Linked DNA regions of Mus musculus: regions 1 and 3 are each linked to region 2. Evidence: chromatin contacts called from public promoter capture Hi-C data. All regions are on one chromosome and are shown on one strand. Each heading gives the region's core, a stretch centred on a gene start, on an enhancer-like site or on the middle of the called end of the contact. The rest is flanking DNA. Distances are from core to core; before and after follow the strand shown.

Region 1 (2,700 bases), core at 168-2,667, 4.7 Mb after region 2:
AAAATAAAGTAAATGGTTATTAAAGGTTCTAAAATAAGTCAATTTTGACTCTCCTCTTTTCACAAAATTCCACACCAAGTTGTTCTAATCAGACGAAGCTTCTTCAGAAAACTTGAGGTTACAATGCTGAAGGCAGAGCAAGGAATTGGTCGCCTAGGTTATGGTTGGTTTTTGTTGTTTTGCTTTTGTTGTTTTTTTTTTTTTTTTGTTTTCTCTCCTGAGATTCCAGTAAGAAGCCAAAGAGTCACCCTCACTGCCTATGTGAGATCAGGATGAGGCACCCCTAAACTGCCTTAGCTGAAACCATCCTTTTGTTGGAATCCCTGGCTCCTTGTAGGGCTGGGGGAATCGACCTGAATTCACAGCCTTAGCTCTGGACTGCAGCAGGGGACGCTACTTATTCTGCTGACTCTCAGAATGACGTCACCCCAAGGACAGGCCCAGACAAAGTCGGGATGCAGGCTCGTACCGGATTCCGGGTCCTGCGCACAAAGCGTGCCTTGGCGGTCGGTCGTAGAGGGGCAGCTGGCCACGAGTCCCCAGTATGAACGTTTAAGTCCCTATTCCTTCCCACCTCTCTGGATTTCGAAAACTAGTTCAGCTCGCTAGCCCGGGTTAGCAACCACTCGTGACGCACCAGGGGACTTTTTCCCTCTCAAGGTCACGTCCTTGCGAAACCTGGACAGCCACTGCGGGTAACCCGTGCTGCAGCCCCGCCCGCTCCCAAGGTCTGGTGGGGCGGGGCATCCGAGCATGGGCCCCGCCCTCCCAGGCTTGCCCATCAGAGGGCGCTGAAGCTCCAGCGCTGGACCAGTGCCACCGCAACCTATCTTATCGTCCCCGCCAGGAAGCAGGCTCCAGCATGGCGGCGCGGGGGCGGCTGCCTGGCCCGGAAAGGCCCGGGGCACGCCTGAGCCGGAAATCTTAGTCACGCACCTGAAGTCGCTGGAAGGCTAGCTGCCCTGGTCAAAGGACAGCCTGCCAAAAGTCCCTCTGGAGAGGGTCCTTCAGTGACCTACTCACCTGACTGACCCTGGAGTCAGGAGGGTGGATAATAAGCCAGTCTGACACAGCACATAAAGGGTTGGCCCAGGATTTCTTCTGCTGTGCTTCTCAACAGACTCGCTGCCCTAATACTCCAAAATGCACGTTCCAGGAGCTGCATGTGAAATCGCCACTCTCTGTGGCCTCCAAAAATAGAGCTGTAGGCCCATCTGCCTTGCCCAAGGAAAAGACCCAAACTCAATGCAGCAGGGAACTGCCAAGTATCAAATCAATGTCCCAGTCTCAAAGAGGCCTCTGAAACAATGGTTGATGGCGCTGACACATGCTAAGAGGTGAAAGAGGTCCTGGGACAGGTTTCCTAAGCCACCAGCAGCACGGCCAGACAACAGTTGAAATCAGTAGTTATGGACCTAAGGAGCTAGAGGCTTTAGAATAAAATGTTAGGGGGAAGAAAGGAATTGTTCTGATCTGTGATCAGAAGGACTAGGATAAGAGGAATTGGGCAGAGTCCCAGGAGTGAAGGGTTAGTCAGTCCATAGCAGAATTGCTGCATTTTGGCAAGTCCGTTCTGAAAGCTGAAAGTGAGGTGACCTTCAATGGGTAGTCTTCGGCACACAGGGCAACAATGCAGTGCAGCAGATTTGTCCTTTTCTTTGTTGATTTAGCTGGAAGCTGTCAGTTAAAATAATCTCATCTGATCTCTTCCTCCATTCTCTGGCCTGTAACTTAATTTAGAGAGTTTCAGAATTCTCTTATCACAGGTATTCAAGGCAGGCAAAAGATCCCGGAACATCTGATTTCAGAAGACAAGCCATCGAAGATACCTGAGTCTGTGCAATGTTGAGCCACCAGGCAACTGAGTCTCTGCTGATGACCTGTCAGAAAAACAAATGCTGGGAGAGGCTTGGGCCTCCCTGCTGCTCTCAGATAGGCACCTTTTGCCACTTAGAAAATTAGTGTTTGACAGACATACACGAGGCTAGAGCTTGAAGCTGACCAGCAAAGAAAAGATACAAAGGCTTCCACTTTCCACCTGTCAAAGGAATGGATCTAGGGACAAAGAAGTCTGTCGGGCCTGAGATGGGATGGGATCTTCCACCCCACAAAACCCCTGAGGCGTCTATTTGAAAAAATGGGTGAGCTTTAAAACATTTTCCTCACCTGGACTTGAATTTAAAATCCTGTTAGGTTTGAGAGTCGCCTTTCCTGGATACATGTGGCTACCGTTCCTCGTGAAAGAACCCTCTCCTTACAGCAAATGGAGGCTACCACAGAAAACCACAACTGGAGCAATAGATTCTAGGGAGCTCAGGCCCAATGGATACACCTACACCACCACTCCTGCATCTATGACTCAGGGAGCATCGATGAAGAGAAGGAAGTCTGCTGTGAAATGGTCTCTCCTACAAATGACTGCATAAACAAACCAGAACAAAGGTAATATCACAGACATGTTCTCAGGGAAGGGGAAATCCACCAGGCCCCATCCTTAGGCAAAGAGCTACCTACAGGCAACTAATGGCTTTGGGAAAGATGACTAGCCTCTCCCAGTAATGAGCATCCTTAATTGGTTGTCTAATGCAGAATGGTCAGCCTTGAACACACATACACACACACACACACACACACACACATCACCAACAAAAATGGACTGAGCAGGTTGGATATGTGTGTGTGTGTGTGTGTGCACACGCG
Region 2 (2,741 bases), core at 206-2,705:
GCAGAAAGATCCAAAAAGTAAACAAATCACCTAACTTCAGGTAAAGCACACACCGATGATGATACAAGTCAATAACCCCATGCAAACTCTTTACGGACCTAAACTACGTGCAACTTCCCCCTTCAGGGAGCAGAGACAAGAAGCCATCCCGAAATGTTTGACTAAAGCAGGCATCAGGAACAGACTGCCTAAAGAGCCTTAATAACCAGGGAAGATAACGAGCGGGGGATTTAAGGAAATCTACAGCTGTTTACGAACTCATGACCCTCCCTAGGCACCTCAGAGATCATCCGCCTAGCCTCCAAGGGCGGTAAAATCGTAGTCAATTTGGAAGCCCCACATGAGCTTGGCCCCAAAAGCGCCACTGCCTCTGTCCTCTGGCTCCAAGAGAAGTGATCTCTCAAGAGAGCAAGCGAGGTATCAGGGGGTGGAGGGGAGCGCAGTAGCAGGAAATAGTTTTCCGGAAGCCCCTCGGCCGTCTTTCGAGGCCACAATGAGTGGTGACCCGGCCCCGGTGCCCCAGGCGAGCGCGCCTCTGGCTCGAGAGACCGCGTCCGCGCTCCGGCCCGCGGTTTGCCTTACCTTGCCCAGCAGGGCCTTCATCCTGGCGCCATCTTCATGAAACCTCACGAACCCGAAAAGGCGGCTGCGGAGAAAGACACACGCCGCTCGTTAGTGCCCCGGCATCGGCGCCGACCCGTCCGTGCCAAAGCCCGAGGCCCGGGCGTCAGCGGAGCCGAGAGCGCCAAGCCGAGGTGCCCGCCCCACGGCCGCCACAGGCTAGCCGCGCTCCGGCCTCCTCGGAGAGTGGCGCCAGCCTGTCCCGAGCCGCCCGGGCGAGTGCCCGCTCCCCGTACCTGTCCAGTCCGCCGAGCGCCTCCCTCTCCTCCGCTGTCAGGCTGGGGGACGCCTCCTCGCTCTCGCCGCTCGCTTTTCCCGCCGCCATTTTCTTTTCCTCATCACCGAAAGCGGCGGCGGCGGCGGCGGCGGCGGCGGTAGCGAGCGACACTCCGCAGGATTTCATGGAAACGCAGCGAATTCACAACTCCAACGCCGACACCCCCCCTCTCCGGGCCGGAGCCCGCAAGGACGCCTCCAATCTCCGCACAAGACCGGCACACCAACTTTATTTCTGCCTCCTCCTCTGCCGCGAGAGGCGGCAGCGAAAAATCCTAACGCGGTAGAGGTGAAGGCAGAGGCAGCAGAGGCTGTGGAACCACTGGGTCCGGAGCGGCGACGGCTCGGCTGTAGGGTCACATCGCGGGGATGGGAAGGGGGCAGCCACAGGCAGGGTCGGCGGGAATGGCCGGAGCGCGCGAGGAGCGGGAGCTCTGGGGGGGATTCGTAGGAGACACAAACTTCCCCGGCACCAGCACAAAGTTGTTGTAATTGTGTCACACAGCGAACCCCACGCCGCTGCCGTGACCCCCCCCTCACAGCCCGCTCGGCGCAGCCAACCAGAGCAGCCCCTCGCCTCACGTGACCTTTGTTGACTCGCGTCAGTCGTGGCTCCACTTAACTTGCTAGCTGCTTTAGCCCCGCCCACCGAGGCCGCCACAGATCCGAGAGCGGGATGCTCGCCAGTTCTGGTCGGTGGTTGGCTGATAGGCACGTCTGTCCGGAGTAGGGTTGTCACCCAGTGGGAGCAGCCGGTTAGGTTGTGCTACTTAAATACACAGGCAGAGAATGGAGGGGTCCAGGCTGTGTCCCTTCGGGAGCCGTGGTGGGATCGGGGGGGGGAGGGGAGTGCTCAGTCTGGGCGAGGTCCGGCACCGCCTGTAGCGAGCGCCAACGAGAAAGCCTAGGACAGCCTCTGGCTGCCCGGAAGCCCTAGGGTGGGCCAAGACTGTGATTTCGGTGGTCCTGCTAGCGCTCGCGCACTCCGGGAATATCGATCCCGACAGGGCTGGACACCAGCTGAGTCGCGGGGAGGGAACACTCGGCCCCAGACCTCTGCCCTCGGAAGAAGGCGCACTGCTAGAAATAATAGCCTCCACGAGGAGTGCGCCAGAGGAGCAGCAGCCGGCTTCATACCCTGCAGCCTGGGCGCCGCCCTAGACAAGGCCACGCGAAGCCCCATACCCTTTCAAAAGGGGAAGGGGAAAACGTCTCCCGACCCCCGCCCACTCACCCCAGGCAGGGAGGAATGAAGAGTCAGTCGCCTGCAGGGGGTCTGGCGCGCTGGCTCCCGCACCCCACCGCCAAAGGTCTGTCTGTTGGCAGCACTTTCGGGCCAGATATTCCTGCTGCTTGCATATACCCTACGCCCTAGCAGTAATTCGTTATACTATAAAGAAAAAAACAGAAACAGTGAAATTTGTCGAGGGGGATTTCAGAATGTTGGGTTCTGTTGCTGTCATCTCAGTGGGTACTCCATGGAAGAGTAGGAGCTGTATGTGAACTGGCCTTAGAGAAATAGAATCCTCAACACAGCTTCCTGCCAGCCTTTTTCTGCTTCCACTACATAGGAAACCCTTAGCAGTAACATTTGCTTGTTCTGTCCCTCAGGTACAAATAAGTCTGGTGTTTGACCCATAGTATAATCAGGAGATAGACCAAACTTTCCATCGACTATTTTGAAAAGGCAGATATAATGTGATGTATCTCATCACACCTCCAGTCTTTGGGATAGAAAATATTAGTAAATGGACTATATGAAGAAAAGATCCGTTTATAAACCAAGCTTTATATGTTTTATATAAGTTTACACCTGTAATCAATAGGGTATATTTAAATTTAGA
Region 3 (2,739 bases), core at 65-2,564, 4.9 Mb after region 2:
TACAATGTGTCACAACATGGAAGATTTACTGTAGCAGGTCATAGGTCAGGCAGAAGGCACCAGACCCTCATCTCCTTGGCCTCTAAATCTAGAAATGGAGTCTCGATTAAGTAATCAGAAACCAGGCCTGACCAATCTCCCAATTTTACTTCGATGGCAGCAACAAGTTATCTGTTGCCATATTCTGGGCATTTTGCCTCTAGAGGATCCCAGAGTGGGCCATCACTCGCAAGGCGCGTGGTCCTCCCTTGCGCCCAGGTAAAGGGCGGGCGTGCCCGGCTCGGGCCGCGCGGTCGTTTCCTGGAGCCTAAGGCTGAGCAAGGGCCGCGCCGGGTGGCTCGCGTCACCGCCAAGCCCGGCGCAAGTGCGCACGCAGCGGCCCTGGCCTCCCTCCCCCTCCTCCCCCCGCCCAATCCGCCCTGAAATTTCTGCGTCACAAAACTTTCCACTCGGGAACCGCGGCCTCCCCTGCCGCGACGCACCGGGCCGGCGGGGCCGAAGCAACCCAGCTGGCTTGCAGGCGAACCCGCTGGCGGGCAGACCCGGGGGGATGGGGATGGGGGTGGGGGGGCGACCGCGCAGCACCGCCGGCCTGCGCCACACAAAGGAGGCCGCCGCCATTAGCCCGCGCAGAGGCCAGCCCCCCTCCCGCGGCGCCCCCTCCCACATTCCAGCGCCGCGGGGCCACTCGGCCAGCCCGCGCGCCGCCGCCAGCTCCCTAATTTCCAAACCACAGCCACTGGGGCCATGGAAGCCCAAAGCCCCGGAAATCCGGGGCCAAAACCATCCACCCGGGCCCCGCCACGCCACGCGGGGCAATCTCCCCCCCCCGACCGCCCCGATCCCCACCTGCGGGTCACTAATCAACCAGGGGACGCGCGTGCGCCCGAATGCGCGCGCCCCCTCCCCCTCCGCTCGCCTGCGCACAGACACAAAAGCCGCCATTGTGCTCGGGCCAGGGACAATACCGCGCACCGAGCCGAGCCGGAGGAATCACCGGCTCTAGCACTCCCCCCGCAAGCATCCAGTCCCTCCAGAGCCCCTAGCCACTGGCCACCCGCCGGCCCGAGCCGTCCAGGGAGACGGGAAGGCAAAAAGCAGAACTTAAAGAGCTGCGCCACAAGGCAGGCTAGGGCAGGGGGCAAAGTGATGCAGCGACCCCCGCGGCTCAGGCTCACCTGCTGGTCCAGCCCGAGCGCATTTTCCACTGCCACATGACTCATCCCTGAAGAGTACCGAGAAATCGGAGTCTTCCGCTGCTGAGCAAAGGCTGCCTCTACCGCAAAGGCCCTCTCACGGGAGAACTGCGGCTTTGAAGCGCACCGCGCGGCCACCGACCTTATATACCGACTCGGAGGACTGCTACGTCAGCACGTAAGACGTGTGCCCTCCTCTCCCGGGCGGCCGGCCACTGCCGTTAGGAGCTCTGCCTGCTTACGGTGCGTTGCTCGGCTGAGTCCCGTGAGATTTCCTAATCAGTCCAGTTACCCGCGTCCTCGTCGGCTCATAAAGAAGCCTTGGGTATATGTGGTTCTGGTTCTCCTGGGTTTGCTATCCCCTGGTCTCCACCGGTCCCCTAATCTTACTGTTTTCTCGAGATCTCGCGAGAAATGATTGCTGACCGTCCTCTAGCCTTAAGGCCCTAAGCTTTAAACTAGGTTGATTGGCTGCTCCTCCCCTGTGTACCCAGTTTTCGTCCTTCTTTCTAGCACTCGTCCCTTCCTCTCCGTCCCCGGGCGTGGAGATGATGCAGTGGGCTTTGTCTGGCCTAACTAATGAGCCCTGGCTCTGCGTGGAGGGCAGTGGGATCACGTGACCGTGGGTGTCCAGCAAGGTGGCCATCTTGTGAAGAAGGGAAACTCGCTTGACTAGTGCTGGGAATGGGAGGGAGGGACGGGAAAACTGCGGGAGGGCGGGGAGGAGAAAGGGGGAAGGGAACTAGAAATGAGAAGCAGAAAGGTGGAAGGCTGCATGGTGACCCGAGTCCATCTGAGCAGGGACTGTAGGGGATGTGCGGGTTGCTGTAGGCTTCAGATCGCCGTTGCCTATAGATAGCATCACTCCCACAGCCCCACTCTGAAGGAACAATAAAACTATCTCACGCGAATCTAGAGCCGGCAATCCAGGACCCTCCCGGGACCCGGAGCCTCTCTCGTTTGTGAAAGAGTCACTTATTGTAGGCCCCTGTGTCCTTCCGCGTGGCATTCCTGGCACCAGCCTGTGGCTGTTGGCACAGTAAGGGACCCCAGGGAGGCGAGAATGTGTGACTGGACACAACCTGTGTCTCCCTGACCGAGATAACTTGCCTCAGGCCTCTCTCTCCACTAGACAGAATATGGAGGAAAAAGGGGTCTGTCATCAAACGGGCCGATTCTGGTGGACCCCGCTTCTAGGCGGACCACCCCCCAAGACTCAGCTTCAAAAACACATACCCTTAAACAACAAAACCAAAAGAATATATTGAGCCCTCAGCTTTTAGGCAATGGCAGCACACAAGTTACCTAAAAGATACTCCTTTCTGACCCTCAGTTTCACAAATAAAACACAGGACTCAGCACCCCCCCCACCTCAACCCCAAACCCAACCCCCCCACCAGGGGCCTTCTGCTGCCAGAATTCAAACAATTACTTCTCATCACATAGTTTACTGTACAAACTCTTCTACTTTTCCAGTTTGTAAAATTGAAACTGAACTTTTAAAGAGATACGGAAACAATAAAACAATCCCTAGGCAAGTTGC

Evidence for each region. Promoter capture Hi-C pulls out the DNA fragments that hold promoters and counts their contacts.
Region 1: a contact with region 2 is called in a promoter capture Hi-C map of pre-B cells. The contact joins the promoter of Nyx here to the promoter of Kdm6a in region 2. A contact is called at or near these places in 2 of 39 promoter capture datasets (cranial neural crest and pre-B cells).
Region 3: a contact with region 2 is called in a promoter capture Hi-C map of pre-B cells. The contact joins the promoter of Ddx3x here to the promoter of Kdm6a in region 2. A contact is called at or near these places in 4 of 39 promoter capture datasets (cranial neural crest, frontonasal cranial neural crest, maxillary cranial neural crest and 1 more) and 1 of 484 Hi-C or Micro-C datasets (uterus).

Annotation. Positions count from the first base shown.
Region 1 is chrX:13,459,807-13,462,506 of GRCm38.p6, reverse strand. It overlaps Nyx (nyctalopin), which reads right to left and starts at 1,417. Exons shown (of 4, transcript NM_173415.5): 1 at 1,024-1,417.
Region 2 is chrX:18,161,289-18,164,029 of GRCm38.p6, reverse strand. It overlaps Kdm6a (lysine (K)-specific demethylase 6A), which reads right to left and starts at 1,455. Exons shown (of 29, transcript NM_001310444.1): 1 at 858-1,455; 2 at 583-646. The coding sequence starts at 1,024.
Region 3 is chrX:13,279,597-13,282,335 of GRCm38.p6, reverse strand. Ddx3x (DEAD box helicase 3, X-linked) reads right to left here and starts at 1,314. Exons shown (of 17, transcript NM_010028.3): 1 at 1,179-1,314. The coding sequence starts at 1,223.